Linked DNA regions of Anas platyrhynchos: region 2 is linked to region 1. Evidence: chromatin contacts called from public Hi-C data. All regions are on one chromosome and are shown on one strand. Each heading gives the region's core, a stretch centred on a gene start, on an enhancer-like site or on the middle of the called end of the contact. The rest is flanking DNA. Distances are from core to core; before and after follow the strand shown.

Evidence for each region. Hi-C and Micro-C count contacts between places; a contact is called where the count stands out from the background.
Region 2: a Hi-C map of subcutaneous adipose tissue shows a contact between it and region 1, with 2.4 times the contacts expected there. The contact joins the promoter of BMI1 here to the enhancer-like site in region 1. A contact is called at or near these places in 3 of 8 Hi-C or Micro-C datasets (F5 follicle, liver and subcutaneous adipose tissue).

Annotation. Positions count from the first base shown.
Region 1 is chr2:140,294,241-140,302,013 of IASCAAS_PekinDuck_T2T, forward strand. SKIDA1 (SKI/DACH domain containing 1) reads right to left here. Exons shown (of 2, transcript XM_072033693.1): 2 at 7,226-7,773. Among named protein-coding and RNA genes, the nearest start is that of SKIDA1, 11 kb to the right of the region's middle. Within about 2 kb of position 4,206, at least 6 of the 8 cell types and tissues checked have an H3K27ac peak or open chromatin away from gene starts, as enhancers often do. A contact at or near this core is called in subcutaneous adipose tissue, where this site is marked.
Region 2 is chr2:140,628,402-140,636,174 of IASCAAS_PekinDuck_T2T, forward strand. It overlaps BMI1 (BMI1 proto-oncogene, polycomb ring finger), which reads left to right and starts at 5,081. Exons shown (of 14, transcript XM_038174833.2): 1 at 5,081-5,310; 2 at 6,747-6,858; 3 at 6,955-7,018; 4 at 7,132-7,166. The coding sequence starts at 5,181.

The DNA.
Region 1 (7,773 bases), core at 2,956-5,455:
TGTTACTCCTAAAATGTTTGGGGGGCGATGAAAAACTGATGCATCGGCGGCGTTTGCACGCGTGGCTAACTCCCGCACCTCGGTTTTTAGGGTTAGAGCCGTGGTTTTCGGCTCTCCCTGGGAGCAGATCCTCGATGGTCGAAAAAGTCCCAGCACGACCGAGTTTTTGCCACCCCATCCTGGTACGACTGAGGGTGATTGAACATCCCTTAGGAAAGCCAAGGAGCACCCTAAGGTGCCTGCAGCACCCCGCTGCCGAGCGGGACCTGGCTCGTGGCACGATTTTCCCTCTACCCTCGGCTCGGGGCAGCCCCAAAAGCCGAGCCGGGGAGAGGCAGGACGCAGCCCTTTAGCACAGACCCGCTTCCCTTGCCGGGAAGAAGCCGGCTGTTTTTTCAAGCATGATCGTTGCAGGTATTCGGGAGGGAAAGCATTTGAAAAGAGCGCTGAAAGCAGAGCAAGGGCGCTGCTGCTGCTTTACGCCGCTGAGCAGAGCCGGGGCGAGGGGTGCTGAGCTCGCCAGCAGCCTCCCAGCACCTATGCGGGCAGAGCCAGGCAACCTTCACTCGCAAATGCCTTTTCTTTCGGCAAAGCACCATTTATCTTCGGGAACCTGAGGCTGGTGGGGATGCAGAAACGTTAATCGCTCTCATGTCTATGCAGAGCTATTAACGCTATTGATTCTTAACTTTCTTAGCGAAGACAAATTTACCATATGTCGATGTGTAAACACTTTGGGATAAAATTAAAACCAGCTCCGCGCAATTGTCACCGCGCTTGATTCCCCTGCAAACTATCAGATGTTTATGGAGCTCGTCTCTCGAAATGATCAGACGCAATCAGCGTCGCTAAACCAAAGACAAGCAGTAAATTGCGTCTGAAAGGCGCCTCGCATCCGCAGGTTTGGTGAAGCCAAATTCCCTCGCAATCCGTGCTGGAGTCGGGCTGGGAGCCGCTGCGGCTCTCGGCTCCCCTCCGGAGCTTTCCTGAAGCCCGGTGTCATCGCTCTCCTGCGGAAAACGGGAGGAACAAATGCGGCCCCGCAGGCGCTGGCGGAGGAGCCGGGCTCCGCGCTGGAATTTTCACGGGCAGGCTCTGCGCATCTGTGCGCCCGTGTTTACAGAGGGAGGAGGAGGGAGGAAGGCCTCTGGAAAGGCAGCAGCCGCTTTTAAGTCTGCCGCCGCCGAAGGATTTGCTGTGCCGGGTATCCTCCTTGTGTGCCACGAGCAGTGCAAACACGTTGTAGAGAGGAGCTACCGAGATTCCCAACTTTCAGGTGTGTTCTCCAAAGTTGCCCCGCTTTCAAGCCCCCCCTTTCCGGCACGGAACAAACACGGCCGAGTGCTCGGATGGAGCCCGAGAGGTAGCGGCGGTTATCTGGAGAGCCTCGCCGTTTATCGGCCTCCCCACGGCCAGATAGCGACGGACGTCCCCAGGCTTGATGAATGGCAGGGCTTGTGGAGAATTCATACCTTTTACAGGCCCCCCTTTTACGGGAGGAGGCTACAGAAATCATAATGGCACGAATGAGCTTTTACTAGCAAAATTTGTAAACCCCAGGTAACCGTTCATAAACTTCCCCTAAAATAAAAAGGAGGCTGCGAGATCACAGGCTCGGAGAGCTGACATTATTTTATAGCACGTATTAAAGGCCGCTCTCTCTTTCCTCCCACCACATCATTCAGCGCGAACATCTTTTTCCCTCCGGCGACCTCAGGCAGCTTTTGACGGGGGGCGATTATGTCATAGCAAGAAACAACCTGAAAATCCTTCTCCCGCTTATAATGCCCTGCTTCAAACACCCGCGGCAGGCACGGCAAAGTTTCCCAAATGGGCTGGAAAACCGGTGGCGGAATAGCACGTTATCGCTATTTACCCGTCCCCAAGCTGGCATGTCCGCCTCAATGGAAACGAGCATTTCCGAGGGCGAGCGGCCCTCCTTTTATTTTTTTTTTCCTTTTTTCTTTTCCTTTTTTTTTTTTTTTCTTTTTTTTTTCTCCGCTTTTACTATTTCTCCTTTTGCTATTGTCTCGGCCGGTTTTACCCCGAAACCTTGGGGCATGCGAAAGCACCGTGGGTAAATCCAAACCACATGTTCGCACCCGTGCCGCGGCGCTTTTAGCGCTCGCAGCCCCTCTCTCCCTCCCGCACCAAAGCACAAAGAAGCCTGCGAAGGCCGGCCCGGGGGCTGCATCCCGCACAGCCCCGCACAGCCCCGCACAGCCCCGCACAGCCCCGCACCGAGGCGGCCGGGAGCCGGCAGCCGAGCCCCGGAGCCGCCCGGGAGGTGCCGCCCGCACCCGCATCGCCATCCAGCGCGTCTTTTGCAAGGCTCCGGTTGTTTGTTAGTTTATTTATTTTGCCCGGGAAGGCAGAGAAAGGGGAATGACAGGATGAAATATAATACAAAGATGTGAAGTGACCCGAGTGGCAGCTGAAGGCAAGGGTTTAGCCGGGACGTGTTTCCCAGCTAAACTCTCCGCTGCTCTTTGGGGAAAACCAAATGCAGGTTGATGGAAACATCCTGTTTGGAGGGAAATGGGCTGTACAGCCCTATCTGCCCGCTCCGACAGCACCGAGCAGCCGGGAGGAGAACTGCGGGAGCCAGTCCCGGGAAGGAGGGAGCCGAGCAGCCGACCCCTTCGCAATTCAAGCCCGGTCCCCGAAGGCACCGGGGGAAAATCGCCCGGCTCCGAGGGGCAGGGCTGGGGCTGGGGCTGCCCCGGGGAGGCTCGGCCTCGGCCCCGCAGGGAGAGCCGCGGAGGGGAAGCCAACAGATGTGGGCTGCACAACAACAGCAAAAAGGAAAAAAAAAAAAAAAAAAAAAAAAGTGAAACAAGTGCTCTAAACCCAGGGGGGATTTCTCCTAATAGCGAAATCAGAGGGAGGGAGATTTCGGGAAAGAGAATAGCCCGAGATAAGTTTCTGGGCTGGAATTTACATTTCATCGCGATTTGTATTTTATAAGGCGCCGCCACGTGCCGCCCCAACACGGCCCGGCGGCGGGGGGCAGCCCCCGAGCCCCGCTTTCCTCGGGGATCCCGGGGTTTAAGGGGGGGACGAAGTTTTGGGGAAGTTCCTTGCGGCTCCCCCTGCCCTCCCCCGGGCGGCCGGCAGTGGGAGGCGGGGGCAGGGGCACCCCAGGCCGGGGAGCCGGGGGGATAACAAAGAGGAGCGGCCCCTGCACGGCCACCACGGGGCCGGGGGGGCTCGGCCCGGAGCTGGGGGAGCCCCCCGGGGCGGCGGGGTCCCGGGGTGAGGGTGGGCAGCGAGGAGAAGGGAGGTGCGGGGCTGGGCTCGGGGCGGCCGTGTGATGGCGGCCGCGGCGATGGGGCTCGGGCAGCCCAGCACAGCCCGGCCCCGGGGTCACCGCGGCCGGCCCCGGCTCCTCGCTCCGGGCCACATTAGCGGAGCGGCCATTTACTGCCCCTCGATTGCACCCGAGACCAGGTTAGCTCATAAAGCCATTCACACCCAACAATGGGGATTTTCTCAACAATTAACAAGAAACAACATAATAAAGCCATTTACAAAGCCCCGGCTATTTACTATAAATTAGCCACTCTTTAAGAGACCAGTGCGTAATTTCACACGCTTTACAGCCCCGGCTGCGTTTTTTAAACGCGACCAAGCCAGCGGCCCTGTTGCACTCCCCGCTCCGACCCCTCTCCCCCGTCCCCTCCCCGGCTCTGCCCGGGGGGCCGCGGCGGCGGCGAACCCCGCGGCCCCCCGCGCACAAAGCAGGCAGGGCGGAGGGGCCGGGGAAGATGGACGCCCTCCGGCCGCGGAGCCCCGGAGGGGGGCGCGGGGCGGGGGCCGAGAGGCCGCTTTGAAGTGCGGGGGCCCGCGGGGTGCCTCGCCGCGTCCCCCCACACCCGCTCCCGGCCGCGGGGAGCAGCCCCGGGAGCGGCGGGGCCGCCGAGGGTGCCGGCGGGGCCGGGCCGTGTGGCGCCGGGCAAGATGGCGGCCCGAGGCGCGCTGTCCCCCGGGCCCGCCGCGCAGGGGCCGCCCCGAGAGCGGCTCAGCGCCGCCCGCGGCCTGCGGGAGCCCGGCCGCCGAGCGGGCAGGCCCGTGTCCGCCGCTCGAGGGCCCGCTTCTCCCGCTGGGCTCGTTGGGTTTCCTCCCTCTCCCTCCATGTTTGTTATATATATATATATTTTTTTTAAAGGCGAGGAGGCAGCCTTTAAAAGGAGAGGGAGCGGCGGCTCCCGCCGAACTCTCCCCCCCTGTTTACAAACACAGCTGTTGCCGTGTATTTGCAATGCTAAGGGTAAAGCCACCAGCGGCGAGGAGCAAACGAGGGGATGGTGCGGGAGAGGGGTCCTCGGCATCTGGAAAGGACAGGGCGCCTTGTTTTTGAAACTGTCAATTCCCTCAACCCCTATTGTGAGCGCTTCATGCAAAACATCTAGGGCCTTTTAAAGCTGGGGCTTGTGAGGCCGCCTCGGAGTGAAAAGGAGAGAGGGAGAGAGAGGGGCCTAGGGCATGGCAAATAATTATATCAGAACGGTAAAAAAAATGCGACGTGGAAGGCCTAAAATCAGTTCACCCCACGTCCCCGTGTCCCTTCCCGAGAGCTCTGGGCAGCCCCCTGCATGGCTCGGAGCGCTCCTGGGCTGCCCCGCGCCCAGCCAAGGAGCTGTGACACCGAGCTCTCCTTACACACGATGCTAGGGTTGAAATACCAGGGGAGGCTTGTGCATGGATAATGTCTACGAGTGTGACTTTAGCGAGGTAGAGCCCAGCGCCTCGGCCCTGGTTTTTCTAGCTGTTAGTTTTCACGTTCCTGCGATGGCCCTGCTTTTGTACCGAGGTGTTGGCCGAAGAGACCCGAGGATGAGCCATTACATATTCTTTCCAGCAATCATCTTAACCATAAAAACCACGATTAACAACGTTATCTGTATGTCACGTTCTCTAACATGCTGCGTACAGGGGAAATTTTCCTCCGGCTCACCACCGTGTGTAGAAAATGCTGCTTTTTTTTACACCTCCACGTCTTAACTACTCACACGTGTGAACAGTAACAAACAAAAACATGATAGCATTGTTCTCATTTCTGCAGAAACTTTAATTTATTGGCAACTAAATCTGTTATAGGAAAAAAGGATCAGAGACCATGTAAAAAATCACCGAGTGAATGATTGAACAGCAAACTTCATACAACAGCTACCACTATTTTGCATTATTGCTTGTAGTGGTGTTTTAAATAAACAACCAGTAAAGAGATTATCCCACTGTAGTCAAGTAAGTGTAGATTATAGAACAATCACTTCTTAAAAGTAAATTGTTGTAAACTGCAAGTTACATGTTTTAAGGCAATATACCTCGTTGCTGAAGGCATTACACGTGTTCCCTTTTTAATGCTCTAGAGAATTAAACATAGTCCAAAACTTTCTTTTGTCTTCAGTATGGTAACAGAAATCTTCCCAGAAAATGTATCAATGAGCTCGACTCGTGGCAAATACCTATGGAGGCTGGCCCAGAAAGTACACGCACGTCCCTAGACTGCTTTTTCCTTTAGAAAATGCTGGTGGGTTTTGTGTACACCAGGAGCTGGAAAATGGTGGCAATTCATTACCAATACATTTTGCGTTTTCTCCCCTGTAAGCGTTACAACAACGTTGTGACCTGGCTCGCTGGAACACCCTTGTTTTTCCTCCTTCTGAGAACTTACCTTTCTAGGAGAAAAGGGGTTATTTATACATAACTCAGTGATACGTCTTGATAGTATTAAGGCCGAAATGATAATGAATTCTGCTCGCAATAATAATCACAATGCCATCAGAAACAGCTACCAAACTACCAGAATTTTAAAGAATACCATTTCTTTCTTTTTTTTTTTTTTTTTTTTTTTTTAAATCCCTGCGTGTTATTGTACCTGGCTAATTTCTCCAACGGCAGTAAAAAACACGAAGGCTCCTGTTAGTGGCTTGCACTAAACTGAGGTGTACACGTGTGAAAATTATTTGGCTGTTTAACTTCTTGCCTTTTGATGTTGCCTGCGTGGAGGGGAGCCCAGCGGAGCAGCAGGGCCCTGGCCCGGGCCGGTGCCTGCCCCGGTCCCGGTCCCGGTCCCGGGGCTGGGTCTGGGCTCCGCTGAGGGCTCCGCAGCCCCTGGCAGGGCCGGGCGCCATATTTCACGTCCTCAACTCTGCAGAGCCTATTTGGTATAAATTTATGCTTATTCCTCCCCCTCCCCCCTCCAGGATTATTTAGGCAACCTGAAAAGGCACCTCTGTAATTTACAATTCCTGGCCAAATCAGCATATCTCTAATTGGAAGTAAACAGGGTCAGGGGACAGAGTTACTTTGAAAGTGATACGTTGTTTAACTGGCAAGGCGAAATTTTAGGTTTCGAGTTTGCATATTGCACCTTTGTAGCTTTTGCGTTTGGTTCTTTTTTTTTTTTTTCCCCTTTTTTTTTCTTTCTTTTTTTTTTTTTTCTTTTTGGTCAAGGGAAGACCTTTGTCAAGCAGACACGGCTTTCTACCAGAGCTGGGGGCTTTCCTGAGCAGTCCGTTTGGTACGTCCTTACAGTTCTCTGGAAATAAGGCTGTAATCTGTGCGGCTCTAAACACACGAATGTAAACATTCATCTCAGAACAACTTCAGTAAGCAGATTTTTCACGACCATCGTAATTTCAGCAGAGCGGCTAAGTATGCAATGCACCTTTTGCAATTGGCAGTTTAAAGTGATGTGTGTGCGTGTGAGTGTGTGTGTGTGTGTGCGTGTGCATGCAGGGGGGAAGGGAAACTCCACTGAAAGGCAATTGTTTACTCTTTCTAAATATATTTGGCTGCAGGTATTCTTAGCCTGGGCCTTTTTACAAGGAGAGGAAAACTCCGGTGGATATAGTAAACAGAGCTGAAATCAGTCAGTGGCCGCTCGGAATATTTAGCGACACGAGGGGTTGGGAGAGGGCATCACAAAAGGCAGGAATTAAAAAACTGAAAACCAGGCAGCGGACTGCCATCAGAAATGTTGACTTTGAGTCACACAGTAAACATTACATTGTTGCTTTGTTTTCCTTTTTTTTTTTTTTTTTTTTTTTTTTTTTTCTTTTTGATTTACGATAAATTATTCTCCCGGGATTGATCGATGAGTGGAATCCTTAAAATTTAATTTGGGGATGATCTAGTATAAATAAAATGCTAATCCAAAGAAAGAAACCAGCAATTATTCATCCTAAACTCTGCTGATTCAGCAACTCAATTAGAACTGCCTTTCTCAAGCTGCAAACTTTTCAGATTGTTTTCAGAGTTGCTGTGCCCGTCCTCCCCCCGAGACAGAGACCTTCCCCCGAGCAGCCCTGCCTCGACTCTCGGGCCTGCAGCCTTTTTTTTTTTTTTTTTTTCCCTTTCTTTCGGAGGGGCTGGGGGGGAGGGAGGGAAACAGTTAACCTCTTGAAGCGTATTTCCTCCAAATAAAACCAGTGAACTTACAAACGGAGAGGAAACCGTGGGTAACTCTGCAATAATTCAAAGTGTATGGAATCAGGAATTTTTAAACAGTGTTTTTAATTGAAAATAAAGCTAAAGCATGCTTTTCAACAGTGCAAATTTCCATAATTTTGATTTACTGCTTCCATCATCACAATATATTATACCAGCATGTCTCACCGAGGGCTAGACTCTAGAAGTCTGCCTGTTCGACTATTTCGATATTAAGTGCAAATATAGATAATTGCCTCTGATTGTCACGTGCAGTAGAAACGTTTCTGCTACATAGAGAGGATGGTATGGAAACAAAAAACAACAACAATCAAATCG
Region 2 (7,773 bases), core at 3,831-6,330, 340 kb after region 1:
TGCTGAACCATAAAAATAGAATTAGAAGTGTTATGCTATGCATCTCTTTAAAGAGTTGATTACTGATAACTCATTGTTTGTATTTTTATATTACCTACCTTGATAAGAAGCTAACTAAATGCAGAGCTACAAGAAAAACACATTTGTTTGTTATATAAACACGAAATTATTTCCCCAACTATGGTAAACAACATTTTAGTGCCCTGACATTGAACATCTGGAGACAAATAGTACCTAAACTGTACAGCTTCATTTTCCTTTGAGGTTTATCTATTTTTACTTACATTTGCTGGATGTCAGCTTATAATAATTACTCTTCTATACACATCTCTAGCACTAATGTGACAGACTGTGAATGCTTCTTGACAATAGAGCATAATATCCTCCTTACAGGCTTCCAATAGCGAGGCTGCAATCTCACCACCAAGTGCATAAACACGTAAAAAAGTCTTACTTAAAACATTGACAAATTCCAAATGCATTTAGTTTGCTGTTGAAAAGCACACGCAGGCTATATGTTCCTCGATAAATCTAAAAAATGAGGCTAAAAGTAAAGTACTTGCAGCGCAGCGTGTGACATCTGAGTGCTGCTTGAGCAGCAGGAACAGTAGGCACAACTTTGAAGCGTCTGCAGATTATGTCAGATGATTTGAAAGGAAGCAAAAATGTCAGTTTAAAATCTACTGCTAATAACTGTTGTTTACTGAGACAGAGTACCAATACAAACATTAAAAAACATTTCCTAGCGTTTTTGTGAGTATGACAAAACTACTTTCATCTGCGACGCAGGAGTAGACGTGGAATCATGCTAACAGTTCCCTAAAGCAACGGGAATCTTTTTGTATTTCTTCATTTAACATTAAAGGTGAGCACCTTCGTGTAGGCCTCGTTTACAAATCTCCCTGAATTTAGTCCAAGACACTAGAGTTTTGTCTTAAGAAAGAGCAAACAATCTGAACTACAGAGCTTTATTTCTCTGTGAGAGAAAGAGCATGACTGAAAACTCAGTAAATGCAGTAATTCCCCTTAATTAGTACGACTCTGAACTGTGCATACTACTGTGAACTATTCATAAAAGAATAAAGCTGCTATCCTGGAGGATGTGTTGTCCAGTACATTACAATAATGCCTGCTTACATGTCCAAATCATTACATCATTTTATTATTCATTTTCGGTGTGATCTTACACATGGACATGTGCAAATTCTCCCTGTGCTTTTTTTAACATATAAAATATAAAAAGAAATGCATTTCTAAGAGTTTGTTTTGATAAATATTTTACTAAAATAAGGGGACTTTTATAATACGCAAGATTTTTTCTCTGTCTTTCGAAATCTGAGCAGCTATGATGTTTTAAACAAATAAAACTTCTCTGTTTTGTCTCTGTTCCTGAGTACTTAAATAGGGATTGTAACATAAATAGCTTAAATGTGTATAATTTAAAAGGGAATAAAATTTAAATGTGAAAGCTGTCTGTTTAGTATTTCTTAACATTTTTTTTTTTACAGACTAAGAATATATGGCTCTTTTCACATATGAGGGGAATGCAGGAAGATTTTAAGTTTTGACAAACAGAAGACAGAAACAAGTCAGAATGAAGCAAATCAAAAGGTAAACAGATAAGTCCTGGTTGTTTTGTTTTATTTTTTACCTAAATTAACGTCAGTTAAATTCAAAACTAGTACCTAAGAGTGAAAACATTTTTTTCAGATTAAACTTAGAATAAGAAATATTAAACTCCTGATCAAAACTATATTCAGCTACTACAGGTTTTACCTTACTAAAATAAATCAAGTGCTTTCACATATATAATTCAAAAGTTAATTTCCTGATCTGCTACTCAGAACTATTTGTGAGCAAACAAAGTAGGTTTTATTGAATAGTCCTTGTCCTTACCCAAACAAGGCATTTATTGGAATTAATACATACAAGAAAAACTTGAGGGTATCAAATATTTTTGCAAATAGATGTGAAGCACTGTGCTTTCACCAGCTATGAGGACTGTCTACAAGAATTGTACCAACTAAATAACCCACGTTACAGCTTTGTTCAAGGCAGTATTTTATTTGCTATATTGCACTTCTCTACCATTTGCACAGGGGACTTTTTTCTGGGCCTTTTTGAGTATGCATGCTCCCTTTCTTTCATGCTATGATAATATCAGCGAATGAAACATGAATGTCATTTTTTTCTTTCAGAAATTAATCCATGCAAAATCAAACTTAGTAGTAAATAGTCACAAATTATTTAATGTTCTTATCTGCTTCAAACACTTTTTTTCCCCAGCAAAATATTTAAGTTATAATTAGTAGGCTCACTACTAACTTAAAAGAGAGATTCTAGAGGCAGCCCATTACTCTGTGGATGAAACTCTAAAGTCAGTAATAATTTGACTAAAATTGACATTAGAAATATCACCTTACGTTACTGTTTTCTCACTCTGTGAAAAAGAATAAACAGAAAAAAATGCTACTCTGAGAGTTTTCAGCAATACTTACACCAACTCTTAAATTTTATGAATTAGTGCACATGACATGCAAAATGATTTCCCCTCATTTTGATCAGTTGCATTATTTTGTTTTAAGTAACAAAGAACAAGCTGTAAAAAAGACTAGCTCACGTGGACTGAGGTAGTTTCACTGATTAATTAATATTCAAATATTAATGCATTTCCTTTGTAGTTTCCTTATTTGATATACATGTTGGCTTCCTCCTCTTGGAAATTATGATGAGCGGGGTTTTAAAACATGTAAACACTATGCACAGGCAGTAAAATCTGATACCAGTTTGACAGCCTGTGAATCCATCTTCTGTCCTTTTTGGGGTGAAAGAAAAAAAAAAAAAAAAAAAAGGAGAGAGAGAGGAAAAATAAAGGTCAGGCTGAGAGGCTGGGCAGGGGAATTGAGAACACAAATTTAGTGATTAAAATTAATTAAAGGACTGACACGGCTGTATAATCTTGTGATGAATCCTTAACAGTTGTTTTGTCTGTAAAAGATAGATTTTGATTTATATATTTCAATATGCTATAAATGATAAGAGAATGTTGAAGAATAGATTTCTGTAGCATTTAACCATGCCATATGTGTACATTGCTAACAGTTTTTTTATGACAATCCTTTTCCATAGCTGTGGTCTCTGCACCTTTGTAAATCTACAGCTCAGAGCTTTGTCCTCTCCTCCATTTTATGGTTTTTCTTCTCCTCCATTTTATGCCTTTTCTTATGTATCGTGTCTATATTTGACAACCATACCACAAGACAGAGAAAGCCTGATTTTGCCAGCCCACCTTGCTGTTGTCATGCCTTTTAGTTTCTGGCAAAATGCAAATCAGCAGGAATTCTGTCAGGCAGAGCTCTGAAGCTCAGCGTTCATCAATTCAGTGGTGTTCATTTGTATGCCAAAGCATCGGACCAGTGCTATCACATCAGATCATACACCAAAAATGTACGCAGTCGTTCTTCGTGCTGCCGGGAGACCTGACACTGAGCTTACACGGTGTGTCAAAATTAAGGGCCGGATCCTGCAGGCAGTAGACTTTTATTATTTTTACCTCAGTTTGTGCATAGTTGAGACGTAAGTTTAGCAATGCATGATTTTACCTAGTGAGCGGAGAACCCACAGTGCCAGCAACCTGATTGCTCGTGTCCTGCATCAGTACTGAGGACGAAACGTATGTGACAGGCAGACAGCTGATTTAGAGAAAATAAGTGGATTAATATCACAAAGAGAAAACACATTTAAATGCATGTAAAATGTGATGTGGCTAGATGTGATAAAATACAATTTTACTGTTCTCACTGGAACAAAACTTTAACTGGCTTCAAAACCTTGGCTGAGCTCTTAGATGACAGTCTACAATTAGTGACAGGTACAGATGTGGATACAAAATTCCTAACAGCTCTTCAATTAAATCCAGTCAATCGCCTGGAATAGGTCAGGAGAAATGAAATTTGGGTATTCAAAGCTCTCTCCTAGCACGAGGTCCACTCCTCTGGCAGCAGTGTCAAAATACAACGGGATCGCGGCACAGGTCAGAAGCTGACCCAAAGAGCAGGGGATGCTCACCAATTTTAAATTAGGTTATGATAAAATATGGGGGCATGACAATATATAGGGGTATGCACGGGATATGCTTTACACGTTGCACTACATTTACACTACATTTACACATGTGCTAGTGCATCTGACTTACTCTCCTCACCAAATCCTATCTCAGACAAGAAGCATTGCAAATGTAGAGGAAAAACTGCTTTTTTTACATGATTTTATGTTATGTATTTGGTGATAATTGGCAGCTGGTCATTTTTACACTTCGTGTTGTCTGAGATGTATGTGCAGCGTGGAAAGGCTGCGTTGTCTGAAATGTATCTGTAATGTGGAAAGGACTAGCTTGCTGTCAGTATGTAGATGTTATGTTAAAATCACCAAGCTGGCAGGGGCCTTTATCTTCTACTTAAAAAAAAAAAAAAAAATTAAATTTCAATGTGGAATTCCCACTGAAGAAATATTCCACGAATAAGGCTTGTTCAGTCAGTATGTATATGTTATTTAAAAATCACCAAGCAGGCGGGGGCCTTTAGCTTCTACTCTTAAAAATATAAATAAATGAGGAGATTTTGGTGCTGAATTTCCACTTCGGAAATATTACAATAAAGGTTTGTGGAGGGAAGGCTCGGTTGTGCGTTAGCGTCCCTGTCAGTGCTTGTATTGCTTTCAGACTGAGATTTGGGATTTTTCGCTTCAGAAACACCACAGTAAATTTGTCGAGGGCAGGCTGGGGTTACGCGTTGGCGGCTCAGCCCGTTCAGAGCGGGGTGCCGCGGGCCGTTTCGCCGGCCCCGGTTAGGATTTTCTCCTCAGAACATCAAAAAAGAGGCGACTGAGGGGGGAAAATCCTGAATATTCACAGGCTTCGGAAGCAGCCGAGGGAAGGCCCGGGGGGCGCCTTCCTCAGGGTGACGAGGCCGGGAAGGGCGCGGGCGGGCGGGCGGAGGCGCCGCCGGGGCGAGGGCTCCGCGGTACCGCGGAGCCCTCGCCCCGGCGGCGCCTCCGCCCGCCCGCCCGCGCCCCCCGCTCCCGGTCCCCGGTCCCGGCCGGCTCCGCCCCGCCGCCCCCGCCGCCGCCGGTGATCAGCTGCCGCGCGTCACGTGGCGCGTGTCGAAGGTCACGGCGGCACAATGGAGCTGTCGGCGGCCGCGCAGGGCGGGTGGCGGCTGCTGGGCGACCCCCGCCGCCTCCCCCGGGCCGCCTACACCGCGCTGCTGCGCGCCGCCTTCCGCGGCCTCCTGCAGCCCCCCGGCGGCCTGGGTGAGCGCGGGGAGGAGGGGAGAGGGATCGGGTTGTAATAGGGGATTGGGGGGGGGGTGTTAAGGGGGCCACCTGCGGGAGGTGGGGGGGATGCGGTGTGCAAAGGGGGTTGGGGAGGGTGGGGGGGGGTCCTGTGTGGGGCTGCGGTGCTCGGTGCTCGGTGTTAAGGGTGTGCGTGTACGGGGGGGCGTGTAAATATAGGGGGGGGTGTGCATGTAGGGGTATAGGGGTGTGCATGCATGGGGGTGTGTGTGCACATAGGGGTGCGTGCATATAGGGGTGTGAATGCATAGAGGGGTGTGCAAGCATATAGGCTTGCATGTGCATATAGGTCTGTGTGTATATGAGGCTGTGTGCATGCTTATAGGGCATGCATGAATATAGGGGTATTGCATGCATATATGCTTGTCTATGCATATAGGGGTCTGTGTGTATACTTCTAGGAGTATGCATGAATATAGGGGTATGCACACATATAGATGTGCATGCATATAGGAGTATGCATGCATATAGGTGTGTGTGCACATAGGGGTGTGCATGCACATAGGGGTATACATGAATATAGGGGTATGCATGCATATAGGCTCGCATGCGCGCATATAACAATGTGTATATAGGACTGTGTGCATCCATATAGGGGTCTGTATGCACATACATGTGCATGGGTATAGGGTTATGCATAAATATAAGATTATGCATGCATATAGGTTTGTGTGCGGATATATAGGACTGTGTGCGTGCACATAGGGGTGTGCATGTATATAGGGGTATGCACGAGCATAGGGTTATGCACATATATAGGTTTGCTTGCGGGCACGTAGAACTGTGTGCATATAGGACCGGGTGCATGCACATATAGGGGCGTGCGTCTATATAGGACCGCCCGCATGCATATAGCCGCGTGTGCATGCAGGCGGGGGTGTGCACGCGTGCAGCGCCGCGGGTGCGTGCACAGAGGTGCGTGCACAGAGGTGCGAGCACACCGGCACCGCCGCCGGACCCTCGCCCGCGGGTGCCGCTGCACGGGGCCGCCCCGCCGGCAGGATGCAAAGCGGCGGAGCCCCGCCGGCACCCCGCACCCTGCTCCCCGCACCCTGCTCCCCGCACCCTGCTCCCCGCACCCTGCCGGGCCGGAGGGGGGCGGCGGTGCCCCGGCTGCGAGCCTGCCTTTAACCCGCAGCCGCCCCGGGGAACCGCGAGCGGGGCGTGCAGAGGAAACCCAGCTTCTCCTCGCTTTATTTTTTTTTTTCCTATCGTTTTTAATGGGGTGGAGAGTTAGGAGCAGCGCCGGGACGCACCGCGGGGTCCGTAGCATCCCCCATCCCTTCCCCTTCTTCCCTTCCCCTTCGTCCCGACCTCATCCCCAACCCGGTCCCCGACCCCGGGCGAAGTTTGCGGGCTCGGCGTTGCCCTCCTCAGCGGGGCGTTTGTTGTAGACGATCCAGACCTGCAAGATATCGACCCGGCGGTGTTAAAGCACTGCCACGCCGCAGCTGCGATGTGCATTCTGGAGGCAGCAAAGCAGAGAGCCGACGTGGCTGCCATCAGGTACCAGCAGCGCCCTGCGGCCACCCCATTGCTGCCCTGGCTCACGGCCGAGCCGGGGCTAGCAGAGGGCTGATGAGAAGTTCTGCTTCCCCGCAGCACGTGCCTGGAAGACTGTAAATTGGAGAAAGAGAGAATCGAGCAGTTTTGCACCGAATACCAGGTTTTGAATCCAATTTGAACGTATTGGTCTTCTCCTTCTCCTGCAGCAATTTGTTTGAAGCTTCCAAATATATTTTCCTTTCTCTCCCCCTCTCTTTTTTTTTTTTCCTTCAGAAAAACAAGGATGCCTTGGAAATCCTGTTGGGAAGGTAGGTGAATCAGTGCCCATTAAAGCTACTTTGAAACTCTCCTGGAAAACATCCATGCATATTTCACCTGATTAAGTAAAAATATTGATTTTTAAAAATATATTATTTATTTTTATTTTTTTACATTTTTAACAGCCCTTAGAAAACAGCTGTTGAAACTTTCCTTCCTCCTCTCAGTATTCTACTTTTAAGTAACTTTTTGAACTTTTCAAGGAGCATTAAAAGTATCTTGAGAAACTTGTTGGCTTTATTGATGGGCAGCTTTAGAAAATTCACTTTTCCTTTTAGCTTAGGGAACTTGTTACTGTTGTGTCTTTCAGCATAGGCAGATCTCCCCTCCATATAACTGATGTGTCTTGGCGCTTGGAATATCAGATCAAGGTAATATCAAAGCATCAACATGTTTCATTAGTCTGTCCCAGTGCTGAGACCTGACTTTTTTCAATGCTTCTTTGTTTTTAATTTAGACCAATCAACTTCATAAAACTTACCAGCCTTCCTATTTGGTGACCTTAAATGTGGAGGTACGGTACTGCTCTCACCCTCAGAGGAAAAAATGCAATTCCTTGTCATTTTTTAATAAAATTGTCTTTTGTTGGTGTGTGTC